Regions from separate parts of the Mus musculus genome. Here all the other regions are linked to region 1. A link is a contact called in public Hi-C data. All regions are on one chromosome and are shown on one strand. The core of a region is the stretch at or near the end of the contact, and the rest is flanking DNA. Distances in the headings are between cores, read along the strand shown. Region 1 overlaps Auts2 (autism susceptibility candidate 2). Region 2 overlaps Auts2 (autism susceptibility candidate 2). Region 3 overlaps Auts2 (autism susceptibility candidate 2).

What was found. A called contact is a pair of places that touch in the nucleus more often than the background predicts.
Region 2: a Hi-C map of the N1E-115 cell line shows a contact between it and region 1, with 2.9 times the contacts expected there. The contact joins two enhancer-like sites. A contact is called at or near these places in 3 of 484 Hi-C or Micro-C datasets (the N1E-115 cell line, nephron progenitors and uterus) and 1 of 115 datasets of contacts at active chromatin or transcription factors (embryonic basal ganglia).
Region 3: a contact with region 1 is called in a Hi-C map of cortical neurons, with 4 times the contacts expected there. The contact joins two enhancer-like sites. A contact is called at or near these places in 4 of 484 Hi-C or Micro-C datasets (the HL-1 cell line, cerebral cortex, cortical neurons and 1 more) and 1 of 115 datasets of contacts at active chromatin or transcription factors (embryonic basal ganglia).

The regions. Positions count from the first base shown.
Region 1 is chr5:131,831,242-131,834,687 of GRCm38.p6, reverse strand. The region is part of intron 4 of Auts2 (autism susceptibility candidate 2); the gene reads left to right. Among named protein-coding and RNA genes, the nearest start is that of 4930563F08Rik, 47 kb to the left of the region's middle. Within about 2 kb of position 1,632, at least 27 of the 459 cell types and tissues checked have an H3K27ac peak or open chromatin away from gene starts, as enhancers often do. A contact at or near this core is called in the N1E-115 cell line and cortical neurons, where this site is marked.
Region 2 is chr5:131,556,418-131,559,504 of GRCm38.p6, reverse strand. The region is part of intron 5 of Auts2 (autism susceptibility candidate 2); the gene reads left to right. Among named protein-coding and RNA genes, the nearest start is that of Gm29681, 140 kb to the right of the region's middle. Within about 2 kb of position 1,289, at least 39 of the 459 cell types and tissues checked have an H3K27ac peak or open chromatin away from gene starts, as enhancers often do. A contact at or near this core is called in the N1E-115 cell line, where this site is marked.
Region 3 is chr5:132,112,125-132,115,604 of GRCm38.p6, reverse strand. All of the region lies in intron 2 of Auts2 (autism susceptibility candidate 2), which reads left to right. Among named protein-coding and RNA genes, the nearest start is that of 4930563F08Rik, 230 kb to the right of the region's middle. Within about 2 kb of position 1,949, at least 12 of the 459 cell types and tissues checked have an H3K27ac peak or open chromatin away from gene starts, as enhancers often do. A contact at or near this core is called in cortical neurons, where this site is marked.

The DNA.
Region 1 (3,446 bases), core at 383-2,882:
AGTGTGTCATTGCCGGTATGGGTTATAAGACCCTTATCCTAGCTGCCTGGAAGCCAGTCTTTTCCTAGCGGCCTTCAAGTGAAGATGTAGAACTCTCAGCTCCTCCTACACCATGCCTACCTGGATGCTGCCATGCTCCTGCCTTGATGACAATGGACTGAACCAGTGAACCTTTAAACCAGCCGCCATTAAATGGTGCCCTTATAAGATTCGCCTTGGTCATGGTGTCTGTTTACAGCAGTAAAACTCATAAGACAGACTCGCTCAGTCTCTTGCTGAAATTCTTCTCAACAAATCTTGCTCCTGTCCGTGGGCCTTCCTTTAGCATGTGATCCACTGAGTTTAATGAGAGATCCTCACTCCACGCTGTATGTGGTGTTATTTACCAGGAGAGGAGCAGCTTTCCAGAGGCTTCACCAGTGAATGACATCCTCCTTTCCAACAACCATTAGTTGTCTAGAGCCTTCAGGGAGAGGCAGAGCCTCTCAGGCATCTCCTTCATCCATGATGAAATACTGGGATGCGTGTGGTCAAGCAAAGCAGCAACATGCTCACGAGTGGTTGATACTTCATTTCTAGAAGGCATCTTGTGCGGCTCTCATCCCCGTCTGCCCTCTGGTTTTTTACATTTCTTTCACCCCCTCTTCTGTGACATGAGTCTCTCACAGGGTTTGAACTTGGAAGGTAGACGAGGCTGCTGTCTAGGGGATCCTAGGGATCCTTCTGTCTTTGTCTACCCATCTCTGGGGTAACAAGCCGACCCTATCGTATCTATTTTGCTTTTTCTTTTGTGTTTGTGCCAGGATCACAGCTCAGGTCTTCGTACCCATGAGGGAATCACTTTACTGTTGGATTCGTCTCCCTTGCTCTCCCTGTGAGCATTTATAGGTCTCTTTACCCTCCTCCTCGTTGGTACTCAACACATGGCTTCATTATCCCTGTTTCTTAGGCATAGATGAGCAAACTTGCTCTATAAATGCCAGTGAGTATCTTAGCTTTTACAGCCACATATGGCTCTGTCGTGTGTTCATTGTTTTGTCCCCCCTCCCCCCCGCCCCTTCCCAACAATTTACAAATGTAACACTAAGCTCATGGAGTGCAGTGTGGGTTTGATTTGGTCTGCAGGCTGCAGCTTGCCAAATCGCATCCTGGAGAATCCAGAAGTGCAGTGTGGGATGGGCGCACGTAGGCTCTTGGTCCCCTGGTTCCCTTTTCTACTGTGGCTTTGTTCTTTCCTGGTCACTGGCTGTCTCAGAGTGGTCCCCAGAGCCTATTCTCCCTGTGATGTAACGGTGTGAAATGGTGTTTTCAGCTGAAGGCCTGAGGCGGGGGAGGGGAGCATCCCTAATTAGCCTGTGCGGTTTGTGTCTTGATCCTTTTCATCTTCAATGGGCTTCTGCTAGGAGAGGATAAGAACGTGCTTAATTACAGGCATGTTGTCATAGTCCCAGCGTTCGCCTGCCTGATGAAGAATGAAGGTCCCTGAGATGGAGTGCTCCGTCAGAGGGTGTCTTTGGGAACCGACTGATATTTTTTTTCTTCCTTCCTAATCATTCTATGTCCAGAGTGATCCTGAAGGAAACCCCAGGTCGTTGCCCTAATCCATCATCTGCCCCAAGACATCTGGCCTGTGTGAAGCGTGGCAGATGTCCACCAGTCAGATCCTGCCACTGGCCTGCTATGGCTTTGTAGAGTCTTGCTTATTTATTTGTGAATCTCCTTAGTTTCGGGCATCTGGAATGTCTTTTCAGTAGGTTTCTGGTCTCACTAACCAAGGAAGAAGGAGCATTAGCCTAGACAGTGTGCCCCCACTTTCCCTGGAAGCCTGAAGTCTGTTGGTACAGTCATAACGCTTTTATAGAATCTCCTGTTGGTGTTCTTACAGGCACATGCATGCATCTGTTATGGAGTTTTCCTTGTTGATTACCTTAGTGTCGTGAATACACACATCTTGCAGTGTAAATATTGCCATCATACAATAGCATCATTATCAATCCTCAGATTTTTTTTTTCTCCACCTTTCCCAATTGTATCTCCATGATCATGAAACCCTAAGTCTTAGTCTGTCCTTTTCCAGCCTGTTTGGTCACCCTTTGCGTATTGTTTTCACAACCTAGGTATGGCACCGTAGGTGGGGTCATTTTTATTTGTCCTATTATGAGCTGCTCCATTCATTTAATATAGCATTCTCAAGGTTGGCCTGTCCTGTCCCTTATGTTAGAATGCCCTTTCCTTTTCTGTGTTTGATCTCCGTTGCTATGGGAAAACACTCTGACTGTAAAAACCTTAGGGAAGGAGAGGGTTGATCTCAGCCGGCGGGTTATAGATCATCTCTGAGAACACTTGAACTCAATCGGGAACTTGAAGCAAAAACCATGGAGTAATGGCTACTTGATAACTATCTGGAAGGCTCATGCTCAGAGAGCTTTTTTATGTAGTTCATAACTACCTGCCCAGGGAGTGGTGCCGCCCACAGTGGGCTGGGCCTTCCTGTGTCAATTAGCAATGAGGACAATCCCTCACTGACATCCCCACTGATCAACCTGATAAGGGTACTCAACTAAGACTCTTTTCAGGTGAGTTGCTTGCCGTGTCAAGCTGACAGCTAACTGCTAACTGTGATGCCTTTTAAGGATGAGAAACATTCCCCTGTAGTCACATGTGCCATTTAGTTTGCTCACTCACCAGTGGGCACTTGGATTACTTCCACATTGTAATTCTTGTACACAAGATTTCTGTGAACACATGAATGTAGGTTTTCATCTCTGTTGTGTATGTAGTTTCAAGTTATTTTTGCACCTTTTGTAGAAAAGGTCTTTTTAAATTCTCTTGTTTTTAAGTTCTTGGGGGTCCATGGGAAGTAGGACTGTGGAGCCAACCAACCTGGGAGCCTCCTGCATGCTAGGCAAGTGCTCTGCCACTGAGCATACGCTACAGCCCTTATTTTAAGCTTTCTTTTTCTGTTCTTTTTTGTATCATTTATCTATCATAGCATAAATTTTTATCTCAAAGAAATCAGTTTTAACTGCAGCACACACACACACAAAATCTAAATAATCAGTCTCTATTCATTCTGTGCTCCAGGCTCTAAGCTCAGGTCTCTAGGTAGATTGGTATTTTCAAGGCTATCGGTATGTTCTCTTTACGTTACAGGAAAAGAAAGACCTAAAGCGATTGAGGGGTTGCCAAGCAATGCTAGCACATGCCTTTGTTTAATCCTAGCATTTGGGAGGCAGAGGCTGGTGGATATCTTTGTCTCTATGTGTCTTAGGCTAGCCTACAGAGCAATTTCGGGAGTCCACAAAAATAAACAAACAAACAAAAAGAGCTTGAGAGGTAAGCCCAGACACACAGGGCTGTGTGATAAGGCTTCCTTCTGAGCCAACACCTCTAAATATCATGAAGCCATTCATGAGAGTCATCCCCACTCATACAACTCATTCCCT
Region 2 (3,087 bases), core at 40-2,539, 270 kb after region 1:
AGATTTATTTTTCATTATTATACATAAATACACTGTAGCTGTCTTCAGATGCACCAGAAGAGGGTGATCAGATCTCATTACGGGTGTTGTGAGCCACCATGTGGTTGCTGGGATTCGAACTCAGGACCTTTGGGAGAGCAGACGGTGCTCTTACCCGCTGAGCCATCTCGCCAGCCCGGCTACTCTTTCAGAGGGCCTAGGTTCAGTTCCCAGCGCCTACATGGCAAACTACAAGCATCGCTTAATGGCTGTCCCAAATCCTTTTATGGGCATTGTGTTCCCATGGTACACAGACATACATATAAATACAGGCAAAACACACATGGAGTAAAAAAAAAAATTTTTTTTAAAAGAACAAACAACCTGTGGAAGTAATTTCTCTCCTTGCCCCTGTTGGTCCCAGGGATCAAACTCAGGTTATCAGACTTGGCAGCAAGCACCTTTCTGTGTTGAGCCATCTCACCTGCCCCCAGCTCTGTGCTCGGAACACACTTCCAGGCAAGACAGCAGCTGCTGGTCTGTCGACTGGCCAGATTATGTAGACCTGCTCATCAGTTTTCAGCTGTTGAATTCAGATCATCAGATGCGTGGTGCCTGCAGAATGCCGGGTCCCCAGGGGTGAAGCCATTGAGATTATACAGATAGCCAAGATGCCTGCCCAATGAATCGACTCCAGAAATGTCTGAGAACACATTATCTTTCCCAGGCAGGTCCTCCCAGACCTCATTTGTAATGTGTGATTGAGGACATCTCTCCCTGATGTTATCTAGGGACTTAAAGCAGACCTCCTCAGCTGTCCCCAGCTGGCCCTGTGCACCCCAGCCGGGGCACTATAAGTTTATCAGGTTAGCCAGATGACAGGACAAATATAATTTCTGGGCCACAAGGCCAGTCTGGGTGAACGCATGACATAAGGTTGTTAAAAAAAGGAGGAGGTTGAAAATAGACTCCACTCTGGTCAGATGGTGCCAGGGACTGGCCCAACTAGTGGAATGCCCCAGCCCTGGAGGACTGAGACAGTGAGGCCCACGTCCCTGGAGAGGGTCCTGCTAAAGCCAGCTTCCTTGAGAAACCAATTTGGCAGCAACTCTGGTAAACCTCTTGCGGCCAAAGGGAGGAGAAAAAAGGGCTTTAGTGCAGATACAAGGATATTCAGATGCAGGCTGGCTCCTCATCATGTCTTCTCATCAGTGTAATGATTTTGAAAATTCCAGCAATGTATTCATGCCCCTGCATGACTTTGAGAAATGCTCCTGTCTCACCAACGCCACGGGCAAACCACGCTTGAATGCTGTCAGGAGCCAGGCTCGCTGGCTGGGAGGGTGAGGACGGCCTGGATTCCTGAGTCAGGCTGCTAGCTAAGCCCGGCAGGGCCTGGAGGGTGGCAACCGTGTGGTTTGCAGGTTAGTTAATTACTGTGGTGTTTGTATGGGAAGATCCTTGGGTGTGTTTGTGGGAACAGAACCCTGATTTTAATTACATCCCTTCTGGTTCTTCAGATTGCGTGCTTCCCAAAGATCTTGTTTCTCTGGCTTTCACCTACTCTCTGATGTGCAGAGGGTTCAACCGGCAAAACAAAACAAAACAGCCAAGCCCAGACTGTGTTTGCACTAAGGATCAGGATTTTTAGAGCTGGAAGGGATGTAGATGTAGCTAGCCCAGCCCCTTCCGCTTATATAATAGGAGGTTTGGAGAGATTAAAGCGACCCATCCAAGGTCACACAGTTTGGAATTGAAACTCAGGTTTCAGGGCTGGGATGGGCCTCAGTTGGTACAGTGCTAGCCTAGCACACAGGAAGCTCTGGATTCCGCCCGCAGCACAGCATAAACCAATCATGGCATGCCTTCACAGCACTAGAAAGTGGAAACAGGAGGCTCAGGAGTTCAAGGTCATCTTGGGCGATATGGAAAATTTGAGAATAATTTGGCTTACATAAAGTCTTATCTAAAAAAATAAAAATAGAAGAGGTTGGGATGGTCGTGGTAGTGCTTACCATTAACACCAATACTTAGGAGGCAGAGGCAGGCTGATCTCTGTGAGTTCAAGGCCAGGCCAGCCAAAGATACACAGTGAGACCCCATTTTCTAGCAAAGAGGGTAGCATGTCGGAGAGATGGTTTAGTTGCTAATGTGCTTGTCTTGCAGATGTGAAGACCCCTGTTCAACCCACAGAACCCATATTTTAAAAGCCCAGAGAGATGGTGTTGTGTGACAAAACTTTTAGTGGGGAGATGCAACACACGTATCTTACCTTACTTAACCCTAGATGGGGGGGCACGGGGGATCCTGCACAGTGCACAGCCTGCAGTCAGCTCAACAGCTTAGATAGTGTCCTTTCCAAGTGCCTCATTGGGTCTAAACCTCTGCCTGACAGCAATGACTGGTTTCTGCTTTGTCCAGGCAGGTGCTGTGACTCGCTGTCTTTTGCAGCTTTTCTCTGCTGAAAGTCCTGTTTGCAGCTCAGCATCCTTTATTTCTGAAGACTCTCAGCTTTTATTACTTACTTTGGCAGGGCGGGGCCTAGGAAAACTGCTCAGTTTCAGGGACTTCCGAAGCTATTTCTGAGCTGTTTACCCTTCTGCTTAAAGAGCTTTTGTTCCAGGATGGAAAGAAACCGTTAGACAACCGTTGGAAAGCAGAAACAGCTTAACAGTCCTTGCTCTGCTCTCACTTGTAGCTTGATGGGCAAGCTCCAGGTTCAGTGAGAGATCCTGTCACCAAAAAAAAAAAAAAAAAAAAAAAAAACAGGGTGGCAGCACCCAAGGAATTATATTTAAGGTTATCCTCTGGTCACTATTCAGGTGAATATGAAAGTGCACACACACTATCTTACATGCAATCATGCACATAAGCATGTATATGTATGCTTACACACTCCAAACAAACAAACAAAACCACCTCTCAGGTCTTCTAAATCTGTCTCATATGGGATTCTGTCAACAGAGAATATCTTTTTTTCATGTTAGAGTTTTTTTTAATTTTTTAATTTTTTTTATATAGATGAAAGAGTTTCTTGTCTATGCTCTGAGTGTGGAAACTGTTATGTGAATAGCCATAATTTCAGTACTTCCTGTGTGTCCTTTCCAT
Region 3 (3,480 bases), core at 700-3,199, 280 kb before region 1:
GGGGTTTATTCTTGTTTGTAGATTTCCCCCCCTTACATTCATCCTGTCAATATGGAGTTAGTTCAGTCCGCAGCAGGTTCCTCCTAACTATGTTATGTTATGAGACCCAAGGAATGAAGCCAGCCACCCGTGTACCTTATATCTCTGCTCCTCGTGTACTCAAAGAATGCGTTGTATCATCTATATCCTTTTTTCAGGGAAAAGTAAATACAGACAGTTTTGGTTGCTTTTATGTGTGCTTATTTGCTATTTACCTTTAAAAAAAACAAAAAACAAAAAAAGCTCTATCAGGCAGGCATCAGAGTCAGTGTGATTCCCGAGTCTGTCCTCAAGGTTGTATGATTTTGTAGTCAATGGCCCAGGGCTTGAATAATTTTCAACATGAAAGGATCTGGAAAACTTGTCTTTTAGATGTTAACAGGGAAAGTTTTGCATTTTTTTGCTGTTTTTTTGGGTCTGTCTGTAAGTGTATGCCATGTGCATGCAGTTGCTCTTAGAGTCCAGAAGAGGGCGTCAGATCCTGTGGCGCTGGATTAGTGATGTTGTTGGGAGGGGCTCCATACAGGTCCTGTTGAGCAGACTTCGTACCCAGGGTGTTTGCAAGAGCAGCAAGTACAGCAATTGTCTGCAACCACCCAGCCATTTCTCTAACCCGGAAGTAATATTCTAATATCCAGGGATGTGAGTCAGTTTGTCTTTTTTGTTTATTTCTTTTGTTGACAGTAAGCTAGCCATGTTATTTTTGTCAACCTAGGATATATTCTTGGATTCTTTCAAGGACGGTGTTATACAATGTTTGTGCTACTGTTCCAAATAGCCTCTGAGAGGCTCCACCCAGCAGCTGACTCGGACAGACAGACACTCACAGCCAAACAGTTGATGGAGCTCTGGGACTCTTGTGGCAGAATAGGAGGAGGGATAGCTAGCCGCAAAGAGAAGAGAGACTCCAGAGGAGGATCAACAGAGTCAAGAAACCTGAACCCTTGGGGCTCTCAGTGTCTGAACTACCAACCAAAAAACATGCACATAGGTAGCAGATTACAGTTTGGTTTTCATATGGGTCCTGAATAACTGGAGGGGGGCTATCCCAAAAGCTGTTGCCTATACATGAGATGTGTTCTTCTAGCTGGGCTGCCTTGTCTGGCCTCAGTAGGAGAGGATGCACTTAGCCCCTCCAAGACTTGAAAGGTCGGGGGATACCAAGTGGGTCCACACCTGCTCAGAGGAGGAGGGGAGAGGGTGGAGGAATGATCATGGAAGGGGGTAACTGGTAAGGGGGCAGTAAGCATGATGTAAAGGAAATAAGTAAAAAAAAAAGAAGATGATGAAGAAAGAAAGAAAGAAAGAAAGAAAGAAAAAGAAAGAAAAGGAAAGGAACAAAGAATTTATTTAAAGAACCTTTGTGGGTTGACTTAGTAAATAATACACCCTCTTGTCAACTGACGCTTTATTCTTTTGTAATTTAATAACTTGTTACAGTTTTTGGAACACTGGAGAAATCAAGTCTTCAATAAATCATTCAATAGTACATGAGTCTTCCTCACAAATATTGAGCATACATTTTTAAAAAGTGTAGAATTTTACCCCCAAAATGTCATATTTAGAACTAAGAAGCCTAGAGTCACTACATAGTATAAAAAAAGAAAGCATGGTAAATGGCTTCAGAGTTCTTATAGCTCAGTTACTCTTGGATTATGCTAATTGAAAAGTTATAAAATGGTATTAAAAAAATAACGCGTGAAGAATTATGCATGAAACACTAGGGCATTTTTCTGAAGGAGAAAAGAAAGCAGTCATTCTCACACCAGCAGAGGTTCAACACAAGGTTCTGGCTGGAAATTCCACGGCTCCTATTTCTCCCTGTTTTTCTTGCACCAGATGGCACTGTTTAGTTCTCTTTTGCAGCCTTGTTCTGGAACTTTCTGTGGGAGAATCTGTTTCAGTCCAGGCTCACCAGTGACACCTCCTATATCCCACATGAGGCCTTTGTGGATGCTTGAGAGAGGCCTTGACTCATGTGTAGCTGTGTCTCGCAGGACCCACGGCAAGCTTGTTAGCAGATCTGAATAAATCCACGGATGGATGGGAGCCTGAATTTTCCTCCCAGAGTTCAGCGGCTGTTTTGATTCCAGACGTCTTACAGTGGTGTGGTTTTTCAGAGTCTTTGCAGGCGGCTCTTATTATCTGATGCATCTTAGATGTATTATATGAGTAAAAGTGTGTCTGTAGTCATACAGACACAATCTTTTTTTATGAAGTCTCTTGGAGCTCTTAAAATGCTCTTTGACATTCGGTAGGACTTCTGTTCCACAGCATCATTGAGTTATATTAGCTTCAGATATTAAAACTCAAAGAACGTTTTGTGCCATTTCTATTTATTCCTAGGGCTGGTTTATAAAGAAATTACTGCAGACCTTTGATGTCACTGTGTCTGAGGCTAGCTGTTCTATCTCCTCCTTGCTACTGCTGTCAGTACAGTATGCCTTCAGGAAAGCAGCCTCAGCTCACTCCTTAATAAGAATGCCAGTATCGCACTGTGGTCCCTCCCCTTCCTGATTCTTTATAAGCATATTATTTTGAGGTGTTTTTTCTTTTTAGACTTTATTAAATGCTGATGAATGTTTTTGCTCGTCTGTATGTCTGACTCCACTAGGTCTGAACGGGTCAGAAGAGGGCATTGACTTCCCTGGAAATGGAGTTTCACTTGGTTGTGAGCCTCCATGTAGGTGTTGAGAATTGAACTTGGGTCCTTTGTAAGAATCCGTACTCTAACCTCCTGAGCCATCTCTCCCACTCCTATTTTACTTATTTTAGTGTGTGTGTGTGTGTGCGCGCGCTGCACGCATGTGTGCATGTGTAGATAGGTAGGTGTGTGTATGTATGAGTACAAATGTCTGCATAACACAGAAGACAATATTAATTTCCCATGGAGCTAGAGTTACAGGTAGTTGTGAGTTGCCTAGTGTGTGCACTATGAAACTCTGGTCCTCTGCAAGAGCAGCAAATGCCCTCAACCACTGAGACATGTCCTGGTCCCCACTTCTTTTCTACAACTCTTTTAATTTAATTTAATTGTGCTTAATTTTGAGATCAGGTCTCATGTAGCTTTGACCTGCAGTCTGTAGCTGAAGCTGACCTTTAGCTTTTGACACCCCCCCCGCCCCCCCCCCATCTCAGTGCTTGGATTACAGCTGTGTACCAGCACACCTGACCTCGTTTTGTGACTAATATACATGCCTGGAGCATCATCGTGTGATGCTCTCATGAATGATGCTCCCATGAAAGCTGCTTTCCCTTTCCTGTTGTTTCTCAGAAACAGTGGATTGTTGACACTCACTGATATTCCTGTAAATGCAACACTTTTTTTTCTCCTTCATCCTGAGTTTAGCACTGATTGCTGCTGTCCTTCGGTATTTCCTTGTTCTGGGTGTTCTTGGTTTTTGTTTTGTTTTGTTTGGTTGGTTCGTTGGCTTTGGAGTT